2 separate regions of the Danio rerio genome follow, and region 1 is linked to region 2. A link is a contact called in public HiChIP or PLAC-seq data. All regions are on one chromosome and are shown on one strand. The core of a region is the stretch at or near the end of the contact, and the rest is flanking DNA. Distances in the headings are between cores, read along the strand shown.

The links. HiChIP or PLAC-seq counts read pairs in DNA pulled down with a chosen protein or histone mark.
Region 1: a contact with region 2 is called in an H3K4me3 HiChIP or PLAC-seq map of gastrula embryo, with 4 times the contacts expected there. The contact joins the promoter of elf3 here to the promoter of usp49 in region 2. A contact is called at or near these places in 2 of 4 datasets of contacts at active chromatin or transcription factors (embryo and gastrula embryo).

What each region holds. Positions count from the first base shown.
Region 1 is chr22:677,554-684,052 of GRCz12tu, forward strand. elf3 (E74-like factor 3 (ets domain transcription factor, epithelial-specific)) reads left to right here and starts at 2,100. Exons shown (of 9, transcript XM_002666100.5): 1 at 2,100-2,200; 2 at 2,288-2,430; 3 at 2,792-3,022; 4 at 3,428-3,574; 5 at 3,663-3,773; 6 at 3,866-3,952; 7 at 4,317-4,430; 8 at 4,515-4,710; 9 at 4,824-5,716. The coding sequence starts at 2,295. The coding sequence ends at 4,929.
Region 2 is chr22:583,335-589,567 of GRCz12tu, forward strand. usp49 (ubiquitin specific peptidase 49) reads left to right here and starts at 3,498. Exons shown (of 6, transcript NM_001044896.1): 1 at 3,498-4,340. The coding sequence starts at 3,498.

The DNA.
Region 1 (6,499 bases), core at 850-3,349, 93 kb after region 2:
CTCCTCTATAGAGCGAGCGCTTAATCAACATCACGTTAAACAAGGCTAAGAGAGTTCGTGTGTGTGTGTGTGTGTGTGTGTGTGTGTGTGTTTGACACCTCATGGAAAGTCCTGCGGTCTGATTTCTCTTCGAACCTGTTCATTTACATTCCAAGACGTCTTTTCTTTACCGCTCATTCTCGTGACGTTGACAAGAAGCGGAAAAAAGTCCGCAGTTATATCAGCAGTAAAATACGTGAAAAGAATAACATGGAAAAACCTAAATCTGGATCACACACCGCTGCTATTTATAGCTCCAATTGTGCAAAAATAGAAGTGTCAACATGGCTATAGTGTGTGTAATAGCTGAATATGCTGTGGTATTTACTCTGATGATGAACAGTGTTGCACAACGCAACCCTTCCACTGAAGTCCAGCTCTTCAAAACGTCCATATTCAGAGTTCACAATGACGGAGAAGTGTTGATCACCTCACATCTACAACTAAAGCACTCAGCCATGTGTGGAGACGCAAAATAAACACACAGAAACAGCACCAAACCGAAACCTGTTACACACACACACACACACACACACACCAGATGGTAAATATTGACAGAAATGACTTCATCCCTCCAGGACGGGTTGAGAGAATAGGTCAATGTGTGTGTGAAGTGTGTGTGCGTGTGTGTGTGTGTGTGTGTGTGAGCGAGCGAAAGAAGGGGGGGTGGGTGTATATGAAGTGTGTGTGTGTATGTGATGTGAGGTGTGTGTATGTGTGTTTGGAGGGGCTGTGTGCATGTGTGAAGCGTGTGTTTGTGTGGTGTGCTGTGTGTGTGACAGAAAGAGTGTGTGTAATATAGGTGGTGTGAGGTGTGTGTGCATGGTTGGTGTGAGTGTGTGTCTGGTGTGCAGTGTGTGTGTGTTTGGGGGGGGGGGTGGTGTGTGGGTTGAGTGGGTGTACTTGAGGTGTGTGAGTGTGATTGCATGTGTGTGTGTTGGGATGTGCATGAGGTGTGTGTGTATGTGTGTGTGTGTGAGCGAGCGAAAGAAGGGGGGGTGGGTGTATATGAAGAGTGTGTGTGTATGTGTGTGTATGTGTGTGTGTGTGTGTGCGGGTGTATGTGTGTGTGTGTATGTGTGTGTGTGTGTGTGTGTATGTTTTGGGGTGGGCTGTGCGTGTGTTTGTGATTGCGTGTTTGTGTTGGTATGTGCATATGAGTTGTGTGTGTGTGTGTGTGTGTGTGTGTGTGTGTGTGTGTGTTAATGATTGTGTGTGTATGTGTGTGGTGTGCAGTGTGTGTCTGTGTTTGGGAAGATTGTGTGTGTGTGTGTGTGTGTTAATGATTGTGTGTGTATGTGTGTGGTGTGCAGTGTGTGTCTGTGTTTGGGAAGATTGTGTGTGTGTGTGTGTGTATGTTTTGGGGTTGGCTGTGAGTGTGTTTGTGATTGCGTGTTTGTGTTGTCATGTGCATATGAGTTGTGTGTGTGTGTGTGTGTGTGTGTTTGTGATTGTGTGTGTGTGGTGTACAGTGTGTCTGTGTTTGGGAAGATTGTGTGTGTGTGTGTGTGTGTGTGTGCATGTATGTGTGTGTGTATTGGGGGGTTTATGTAAGGTGTGTGTGTGTGTGTGTGTGTATGTGTGTGTTTGTGTGTGTATGTGTGTGGTGTTCAGTGTGTCTGTGTTTGGGGGGAGTGTGTGTTTGTGTATGTGTGTGTGTGTGTGTGTGTGTGTGTGTGTGTATTGGGGGTTTATGTCAGGTGTGTGTCTGTGAGAAAGAAAAAGAAATGGAGTATGCGTAGTGTGTGTGTGTGTGTGTGTGTGTGTGTGTGTGTGTGTGTGTGAACTCTCATGGTAAATGTGTCAGTGGTATACTATTTGCTGGTATTTATCTCTGGGTTGATGTTAGCTGCCTTGTCAAGTTTCAAGTTCATGTTTCAAGGTCTGAAGAGCCATTCTGAGGAAAAAAACCCGAGGCGTGAGTGGTAGAGCGAGAGAGAGAGAGACATTCGCTGGAATTCCCCCTCCCTGAGACTGTGCTCACCTGGCCCCGCCCCCGATTCCATACCTGGCCGTGCCCATTTCAGCCCTATAAATACACGAGGAGCAGGTGCAGCAGAACGCTCAATGCTAAAGCAGATCTCTCACTGACTGGATTATTACTGACGCAGCTCTCACACTGGGATTTTACCTGGAAAACAATCTTTGACCACCACAACTGGTAACTAATCAGCATTTTAAATCATATTTCTACACAAAAACACGTGTATTTCTGAATTCTAAATTGGCGTTGCTTTCCATCACGCAGGATCCTCATGGCGTCAAGCGAACTTAGTCTAATTCTCAACAACGCCAATGCCAACCTGTACCCTGAGCCGCAGGCCAGCCTGTTGAGCATGTGCAGACCACCGCATCTCTCCGAGATCACCTTCAACAGCAACAGCACATTAGGTAAGAGTGCACTCCTGCTCACTCAATAACGGCTCTCATCCTCGCCAGGGATGTTTCCCATCACCTAAACGAGAGTTCAGACATGCTGATAATCCCTCAGTCTGACCTCGTGAATAATTAACCCAGGCAATGTTTAACTCGGGCCCGCAGCAGACGTGCAGGAATGCTTTCGTTAGGCTCTTTCAGCCATTGTTGACAATGCGATCAAAACCTGCAGGGTGTCAACACAACCGATAGTTAAACACACAACAGAAGCTGCGGCCCTGGAGACAGTAAACCTGAGCGGCTATTCTTCTATTGTTAGAGGCGTCTCGTCATGTCAGGTGTGATTGAGGCTAAATGTGCTCCCGTTCTCCGGCAGGCTCCTGGGACCAGGTGAACCCGCAGATGTGGAGCAGGCAGAACGTTCTGGAGTGGATCGGCTTTCACGTGGAGGAGAGCAGATTCGACGCCGGCTTGCTGAATCTGAACTACTGCACCATGGATGGGCTCACACTTTGCGCAACATCCAAGGAAGCGCTGATGAGCATGTTCGGGCCGGAGTTGGGCAATCTGCTACACCACAGTCTGGAGAGCCTGAAGGCGAGATATGGTGAGTAACTGTTGTAGATAAACTTGCTGTTTAGTAATTGATGTTGAACTATTTGGAAGTAACACACACCTGAGGTGCTGATGTGGCCGTTAAACCTCATGATTTACTAAGAATTCAATGCCCTGGAATCAATGTAAAAGCATCTGTTAGGGATTCATTGTTTTGTCCTTAATCATCTCCTGTGTGTAGCACTAGTGTCCTCCACATCTCCTCCTGCTGCTGTGTTTTGTTGTGATTTTTGACTGTGGTAGTTGTGATTGAACTCATTCAGCGGGGTGATATGCAGCTGTAATGCACTCTTGAACTACTTCAGCTTTGAATTTATCCACAAACGCTCTTAAGGATGTAAACTGTTCTGATTTTTGGTGGCTGCATGCATTAACAATCTTTTTGTTGCATCCCTAGTTAATGACCTATCTGAGAACACCGTCCTGAGCGAATCCGAGTTTGAGCTACTAGACAACATCCTGCAGAACTCATTTCCCTCCATGCATGGACCAGGCCTGGGGCCTCTGCTGGAAACTGTGGTGGTCCAGTCTACAATTCCAACAGGTGAGCCGCAAATCCCACTCAAGACAAAAAACCCCCAGAGAGCAGGTCTATCCCTACTGGGAGTAACATTTAAAATTGTTTGTTGCAGACAATTCAGACGCCAAATACAGCTACTTCGATGAGTACACCAGCCAGCTGACCCCAGAGAGTGACCACGGCTACGACTCTCTCACGGAGAGCTTTCAGAGTTCCCATGCTGGTAAGAATCCCCACTAAAACCTAAACAACTCAGGTCAAGGGCGCTCTGTGAACGAACATTATTGAACATGTACTTCGGTTTGTCCTGTGTAGGCAGCTTCCTGAACCCGAGCTCACCTGAGTCCAACAGCAGTGATTCTGACCCTGAATACTCGGAGACTCCTTACTCCATCAGCTCCAGTAAGTTCCTCTCACTCGTCTACAGTTGCTCCACCTCACTCCTGCATGGCGATCTACCTGCAGAGTTTCACCTGAATAGGCCGACATGTGTCGTCAGGACTACCTGACAATCACACAGGCTGAAACTAAACTCTGCAGGAAGATGCTCCTCGAGTATACTGCCCTACAGAGGACAGTATCTACGCAAACACAAAGCTTTGACAACAGATCAGATTCTGTAGTTAATATACGTAGATTTACACCTCAATATTGACCAAATGTGTAGATACTGCTCCTTTTAGGGCAGCATAATAATAAGGGAGTTCCCTGGATGACCCCAAAACACAAACCTCTGACATTCAGTTGTATTGTCTGCTTTCCACAGAGAACTTTTCAAAACAAGAGCCAGAAAAGACCAAGAGAGGCAGAGGACGACCTCCCAAGCTCAGGGATAGTGACGGATTTGATCACTTCATTCAGTCCAAGAAAAGCAAACATGGTGAGTACGCAGAGCTCTGCCTTTAGAGGCTCCTGATGCACACATATGCAGTGTACTAAACTAGACTCCACTGTTCCCCCAAAGCTCCAAGAGGAACCCACCTGTGGGAGTTCATCCGGGATATCCTGATCCACCCGGAGCAGAACCAGGGGCTGATGAAGTGGGAGGACCGCAGGGACGGCGTCTTCAAGTTCTTGAAGTCTGAAGCTGTTGCTCAGCTCTGGGGGCAGAAGAAGAAGAACAGCAGCATGACCTACGAGAAGCTCAGCAGAGCCATGAGGTATAAATCAATCCTAAAATCACTGGGGAGCCTGGGAGCAATAGGGGAGTCTGGGTTTGTGGCAGTGGAGCCTGGGACAGAAGAATAATCAAAACTCTTGCTCTTTCTGACAGGTATTACTACAAGAGAGAGATTCTGGAGAGGGTGGACGGACGGAGGCTTGTTTACAAGTTCGGGAAGAACTCCACCGGTTGGAGGATAGAGGAGACCGGTTATTAAAGTTGACCGTCGGAGATCGCTTTCAGGAAAAATGTAGAGACTTTGGACTCCTGCTAATGAGGAACTTTAAGCTAAGCTTGGATGCTCTGAAGATCCTCCCTTTAGAAACGCTCTCTTCCCAGAGGGAAAAGGTTTCACAGAAACTGTAAGCCAGTGTTTTGGCTAAAGTAGGTTTTATGAACCGGTAAACAGTGGCGATTGTCTGGTTGTAAGGGCACGCAGGCGTAGCCTGGTCCAGATATTGCTACACCACTAAAAGAGTCTAAGTCAGAGATGTCAAACTCGATTCCTGGAGGGCCGCAGCCCTGCACATTTAGTTCCAACCCTGCTCCAACACACTTATAGGTTTCAAACAAGCCTGAAGGACTCGATTCGCTTGATCAGGTGTGTTTAATTAGGGTTGGAACTACACATTGCAGTTTGACATCCCTGGTCTAAGTCAACGGTTGTTCCACACAATGGAGAACGTCAAGCTTTACGAAGGCTCTTGGTATTGGGAAATGAAGTTTGATGTGTATTTTGGTCAGAGCTGATTACCTGAAGTGAAGGTGACGTTCAGATTCGCTCTGCTGTATATAAATGAACTATATATTCTTCATAATAATTGTCAATCGTGTACAAATCAGATATATCACCTGAGATTACTCCTAATTGTTTTCTGTGATTTTTTTGAAGTCACTGGATTATGTGTATGAGGATTCCCTCTGAGACTGTATGCTGTTGTAAGGCATGTATTTGCTGTTTTTTGTATGACTTTTCTAAATAAAATACAATTTCAGATCTAAAAGCGTTTCTTTATCTCACATTTACGCCTCGCCCTCTTTAACTGCATTCCTCTCAACCTTACTTCAACATTTGCTCTGTGTTTGGCCGATTTGCTCTCCTTATCAGAGATCACTGAAGTGTTGAAATGCGATGCCTTCATGTGTTCAAGTTCAAGAGTTTTTACAAATCTCCCACATCTGAGATACATGAAGCATAACCGGTTTTAAAATGCTGGTCAAACGTCAAACACATCGATTTGAATTGTATTTCAGTGGATTTATGCGAATCAACATCATCCACAAAATACACGAGTTTTTATCTTCAAACGCACCGCTTTAAGAGCTGTTTTATTTACTTAACCCGCTGACATTCAGACAGATCTAGCTGTGCAAATAAGTGCACGATAACTTTCAATTCTAAAACTCGAAAGCAAATACGTCAATCCGCATCTCAATTTTTGTTTTGCGGTTTCGTTTTCACAAGCAATACTCCCGCTTGATGCAGCAGACTGTAGTCTGGTTTTTCATAGAGGGTTTTGTTTTGCATTTTAGCACACAATGCAGCTGTTTTTTTAGGCGTTCGGCATTCAAATACACACACGTATATGTCATATTACATTTGAATCTTTCATCCACATGCAAATAGATGCGGCTGAAGCACAACGAAAGAAACAGAACCATCGCTCTTTGTAAAATCTCACATATCTGCAATCATCTAATCCCTGTGAGATCTGCGCTAAACACTCAAAAAGACTTTTCATGAGCGTGAAACTATTTAAACTACACTGGCATTACGGCCATCTGAG
Region 2 (6,233 bases), core at 2,248-4,747:
GATCTCTCGCGCCGGTATAAACACACACACAGACACATTAACACACCGATCGAGCGCCGGTACCGGAACCTCCCGGATCCGCAGCTGCCGCGGGTTCCGCGTGTCTCCCGGCGGAGCGTCTTTTGTTCTGTGAGTAGCGCTAGCGGTTAGCACACACACACACACACACACACACTCAAACAACAGACAGACACACACTCGTAACTCAGGAACACACACTCATATAAGTGTACACACACTGCATTGTGACACAAACACTCAAGACTCTGCATATACACACACAAAGAACTCTTGCTTGACTACAAGAACACACTACAATACACACATCATGTATATGTTCAGTATATAACATTTAATTCACACGTAGGGTGCATTTACACTAGTGCGTTTCAGAATCCCGTCCACACTGGCATGTTCAGATGATACTGGTAAAACACATCATGTTAGCATTCACACACAATAGGCAAGTGTGTATCTTGTTGTTGTCTAATGGTTACATATATTAGTCATGACCAGAGCTTGACGAATCAGGGATTCAATAGTCCAGAAGAATCAATCAGAGCACAATTGTGGATAGCCACGCCTCCAATTCAAGTCTACGAATTGATGCGTCTAAAACACTTTAACACGAAGACGCTGGAGTGACCTGAAGTCTGTATCTAGTCGACTACAAGACATGCATACAACGACATTTTTTAATGTCTACTGGCTGCGTATTTTAGTCATGATTGGAGCTTGACGAATTGAAGACGCTACATTCCTGAAGAACCAATCAGAGTGGTTAGCCACGCCCCTAATTTAAAAGTGCGATTTTATGAGTCTACACTAAAACGCAAACGCTTTTTCAGACTAAACGAAGTCTCAAGTGTTTTCACAATGAAGATGGCGGAGTTGCGTGAACGCAAGTGGCGTTTTTGTTGTCTGCTTGTTTATTAGTTAAATGACTGGAGGGAAAGATGCGCAGTAGTCTAGAAGAACCAATCAGAGCATGGTTATGGATAGCCACGCCTCCAGTTTAAAAATCTACGATCTACACTAAAACGTAACCACTTTTTCAGACTAAATGTTTTCAGTATTCAGTAAACGAAGATGTCGCAGTAGTGTGGACGCCAGGCGTGACTGTTATATAGCAAATTTTTTTAAACGAAAGCACACTAATGTAATCGTAGGCTCAGAATCAGCTCATTATACTCTATAATGAAAAACGTGATCACGATACTAGTATACGCAGTTTCCTTATCGCAGAAAGGTCCAGTAAGTTACATGCCAATCATTAGGTCGTTTATTCAGTTTTGACCAATTAGATGGAGACTTAATATCTTTATCCCCGCCTCCCCTGGAGGTGCTGATCTGTTATTGGCTTAAGCACCCAAAAGGCGAATGTAGAGCTGAAAAATAATAGCTAATCAGAGTCAGAATTTCCGTTTACGGGTTTTCATAGGGTTTATGAAATGCCTAAATATTTGCACAGACGTCATTGTTTGATATTATTTTTAATTTGACGTTGAGATCAGAAAAATGTTTAGCTTATAAAAAGTTTAAATAAAAATAGTTTCTCTAGGGAAATGGTAAATATCGTTTTTACTATGTCGTTTATTTTCCCAGTGTCATGCAGAAGATCGGACCATTAAAAGCCTGTGTGAATAATGTGTTTTTCGTTTGCAGTGTTTGATCCGCACGATGACGACCTATATTCTGAATAGCAGCAGGACGCGTCCGCTCTGATGCTACAACGCACCATTTCTCACAGTAAGTTCTTCAACCAATAATATCCAGCCGCAGACCTGCATGTTTCAGGCCACACTGGATTCAGACCACTAGATCAAAGGTCTTCAAGTAGGAGCGACTGACACCGCGAGTATGTTAATGAGTGTTACAGCTACGGCTAATGAGAATGTACACGTGTCATTTCTGTGATGCACTACAGCAATGAATACTGTTTATTCATTCATTATTCATAACGGTAAGGGGTAGGTGTAGGGTTGAGGTGGGTGCAGGTCCGGCGCGTCCATAGAGGTGACCTAGGCAGTCGCCTAGGGCAGCAGAATAGAGAGGGCAGCGTCCGCAACACTACCCTCACCACCCGTGCCCTCAGTTATATCCGCGTCTGGGGCAGCAGAATAGAGAGGCTGGCGTCCGCGAGACTACCCTCACCACCCGTGCCCTCAGTTATATCCGCGTCTGGGGTGGCAGAATAGAGAGGCCGGCGTGCGCGACACTACCCTCACCACCCGTGCCCTCAGTTATATCCGCGTCTAGGGGGGCAGAATAGAGAGGCCGGCGTCCGCGACACTACCCTCACCACCCGTGCCCTCAGTTATATCCGCGTCTGGGGTGGCAGAATAGAGAGGCCGGCGTGCGCGACACTACCCTCACCACCCGTGCCCTCAGTTATATCCGCGTCTAGGGGGGCAGAATAGAGAGGCCGGCGTCTGCGACACTACCCTCACCACCAATGCCCTCAGTTATATCCGCGTGTAGGGCGGCAGAATAGAGAGGGCAGCATCCGCGGAGTGACCGTCCTTTTCCTAGAGTGGCAGTTCAGCTTGCTCTGGCCCTGGGTGGGTGTAGACGTTAATAAAACACAAGAGGTCCTGTTCACACCAAGGATAACGATAAAGATGTTGTAAAAATTGTAGCGGTGTAGAAGGATGTTAATAATAGTAAAAAAGACTAAATATACCTAGGTGGCCCGACCAAGTAAAGTATTTATGTGTTGGAAGCATTGTGTAGACGTTATGTGGACGATATTTGGGATAGCTCATTAATTGACGTGTCATAGCTCATCACCATGAAATGTACCAGATTTTAAACTCTGTTTTAGGTTCAAAATGCGCCACTTTAGCCGGAGGCTCCCAACGAAACTGAAAGATTTCTGGCTACGTTGACGCTGTGAACTTGTCCTAAGGCATTGGTTTATGATTGGTTGTAGACGCAAACACAATAGGTCGAACAAGCATGAGTTAAATATCATAATCTACAGTCAAAAATGTTTTATTATATTGATCAAAATGAAAACACAATCTCAGCATCCAAAACAGGCCGCTCCGCTTTCGGCAGAGCTTGTCGCTAGCTCCTAATGAAAATTGCTACGTTGACGCTCCCACCGGTGTTAACGCACAATAGGGTGTCGCTTTAGGATTGGGGTGGGTGCAGACAGAACAAACGCAAACTAAATATCTCAAATCTCCGTCAATGTTGTGATTCATTATATTTATAAAAATGAACAAAGAAATCTAATACTATATTTGTCTTATTCAGTGTATCGTTATTAAATACTGTACGTCATGTAGATGTTAGTTAATTAAACAATACAAAACCGTGACTGATCTTTCATTACGCATATATTGCTCTGGATCTCATGGCCTGAAAATAAACATGTGACGCATTTCCCTTCTATTCGTTACTTTATCTAAACATGACTTTGTTCCTTAGGATGAGCGAGGCCATGGCGTGTGGTTCCTGACTGCGACTGCACATGCGTGTTGGGAGGACCCATGGATCGCTGTAAGCACGTGGTGCGGTTCCGCCTGGGCCACGGCCACTCCATCCTCAACCCGCAGATGTGGCGCTGCGTGGACTGCGATACCACCGAGTCCGTGTGGGCCTGCCTGAAGTGCACGCACGTAGCCTGCGGACGCTACATGGAGGAGCACTCACGGAGCCACTACCAGCAGACTCAGCATCCGCTAGCCATGGATGTACGCGAGCTGGATGTCTTCTGCTTTGCGTGCGGAGATTACGTGTTGAACGATAACGTGGAGGGCGATCTCAAGCTCCTGCGGGGGGCGCTGTCCACCGTCCGCAGCCCTGGCCAGCGTTCCCTGCGTTCGTCAGTGACGGATGGCGGATTGAGAGTGTGTGAGATTACGCGAGACGGCGCGATGCAGACGGCGTTATGGCACCGGCGGAAAACTCTTCTCAAAAGCGCACTTCGCTACTGGATTAGCCGGCAACAGGAAGAGCACAGGAAGCGCGAGGAAAAACAAGAACAGGAGCGAGAGGAAAAACGACGCCAGCGTAAAGAAGTCAAAAAAAGACTGCTAGGAGAATTAGCCAATGTGCCGCCTAGAAAAAGTGCGCGATTGCTAACCCAGGCTCCGCGTCCAACAATCGCGCTAATACCACGGAAGTTCCGCGACCCTCCAGAGCGACTTCCTGCAGCGCCCAAACAGTTATTGACGCTATCTGCAAAGACTCTTTCGCGGAAACCGCTCCGCCGTACTGCACGCCTGCACCGCTATCATGCTTCACAATCTGCGCGACGCAGGAAACTAGCGCCCGGAGTTACAGGACTGCGCAATCTCGGGAATACATGCTACATGAACTCCATCCTACAGGTTAGCCTTCTGCCAGTATCAATTTTCTTGTAATTTCATTGATGCTAATGCTTTTATCGTGATATACGGTATTTTCACGATATTGACGTATTTTGTATGTACGTTCAGAGTATTTAAAACAAATTAAATTACACTACTTTAAAATCTCATTAGTAAACTTTAGCCAATACACTAAAACCAACAGTAAGAAATAGCCATATTATAGTTGTTAAATTTAATTTTTTTTTATTAGAACTGAATTTTAATAACTCAATTTGATAAAATGATTACGACTTCAGATTTTCATGCATTATTAGGCGAATTAAATTGACTTTAAAATTAATTGATGTTTACAAATGGAGCCGTACTGTACAGTTAACGAACGAAAGGCCTATAAATAAACAATTTTCAATGTCGTAGACCAAATTAACACATGACAATATTTGAAAATACTTAAGTCTTAAGCCTTTGCTGCTGTCATGAACAACCATTGCAGATACAACAATCTAAATATTCAGCAACACTGTAGTTTAGGTCACAATTCATGCTAATAACGGTCAGTGTTGGGGAGGTCACTTTGCAAATTTAATAGATTACAGATGACAAATTCCCCTATTTAAAATGTAATCAGTGTATCTTTTCAATAATTTTATAAAAGTAAAGTAACTGATTACATCTGATTACTGTGATTACTTAAGTTTCTAATGGATATTTTCAGCTAAATTTACTAAATTTAAATCAACTAAATTCTACCAAGCAGGTGTGACCATACAGTAACTCTTCTTACTGTTAGCATTTCTAAATCTTTCATCTGAATTAAGATTATATTAATTTAATTTTAAAGTAGAGCCACCACAAAACCAGACCCTATAACAAAAACATGTTTACTGTTGTTACAAACTAAATGTTAGTGAGTTGTGCAGAGGGGATTTATCTGGCATTTACAATAAAAAAAAGTAAAATCGAAGGTAATTTTGCAATTTTCATTTTTAAACCGAAGCAACTTAAATCCAAATCAATCATATCTTACTGATCAATAAAACTGCCAATGACACGAGGCATAATAGTTCAGTTCCGTTATTTATAATAAAATTATTTATAAATTTCCGTTATTTTTAATATGCTGTATTAAACAAACTAATTATGGTAAACAACAGCAAACACAAATCCAATAAAACCAGGCGTTACACATTTAAAATACTATAGTAATGTATAGTAAAGGGAAATATTTAGGAATGAGCAATATATTGTGTACATTTCCAACTCTTCATTATGAATTACACTACATAATGTAGTATCATTAGTAACTCATGAACTAATAGTAATTACCATAGTATTCTTTAGCCTTTACTACAGTAAACTAAATATATAGTTTATTAACGATGTCAGTTGATGGAGAAAGTAAAAAGCACAGCAGTGTTTGGATGCGCTGTGTTTGAGGTCATTACAGTGGATTCACATGGGACTTCAGCGTCAACGCTTGGCAGAGGGCGTGTCTTAAGTTGGGGTTGACGCCATCGTCATGGCAGCATCTGCCAATAAAATTAGTCCGCAATCGGCAACCGTCTGAGCTGGTGTATTTGCATAGAGCGATCTGATTGGCTGACGCTTCCATCGGTGGCTGAAAAGTTAAGAAAGTCCCAACTTCTGCAGCGAACAACGGCTCTGAAGCGGCGCCGACGAATCCACAATGCAGTTCGGCAGTGCCTGAGGTCACCCATTCAAAGTGAATGCGAAGCGTTGACGCCCCGTGTGAATGGGGCTGTTATTACTGTAATGTGTATATTCCAAACAAAGTGTGAAGCCGATTGGTTAGTTCTACTCTCATGAATCGCGGTGCGCTCGCGGCATTCGGAAAAGTTCAGATGTTTTTAACTAAGTTGCGTGCCTCCATTGACAAACGTACACCCTCAG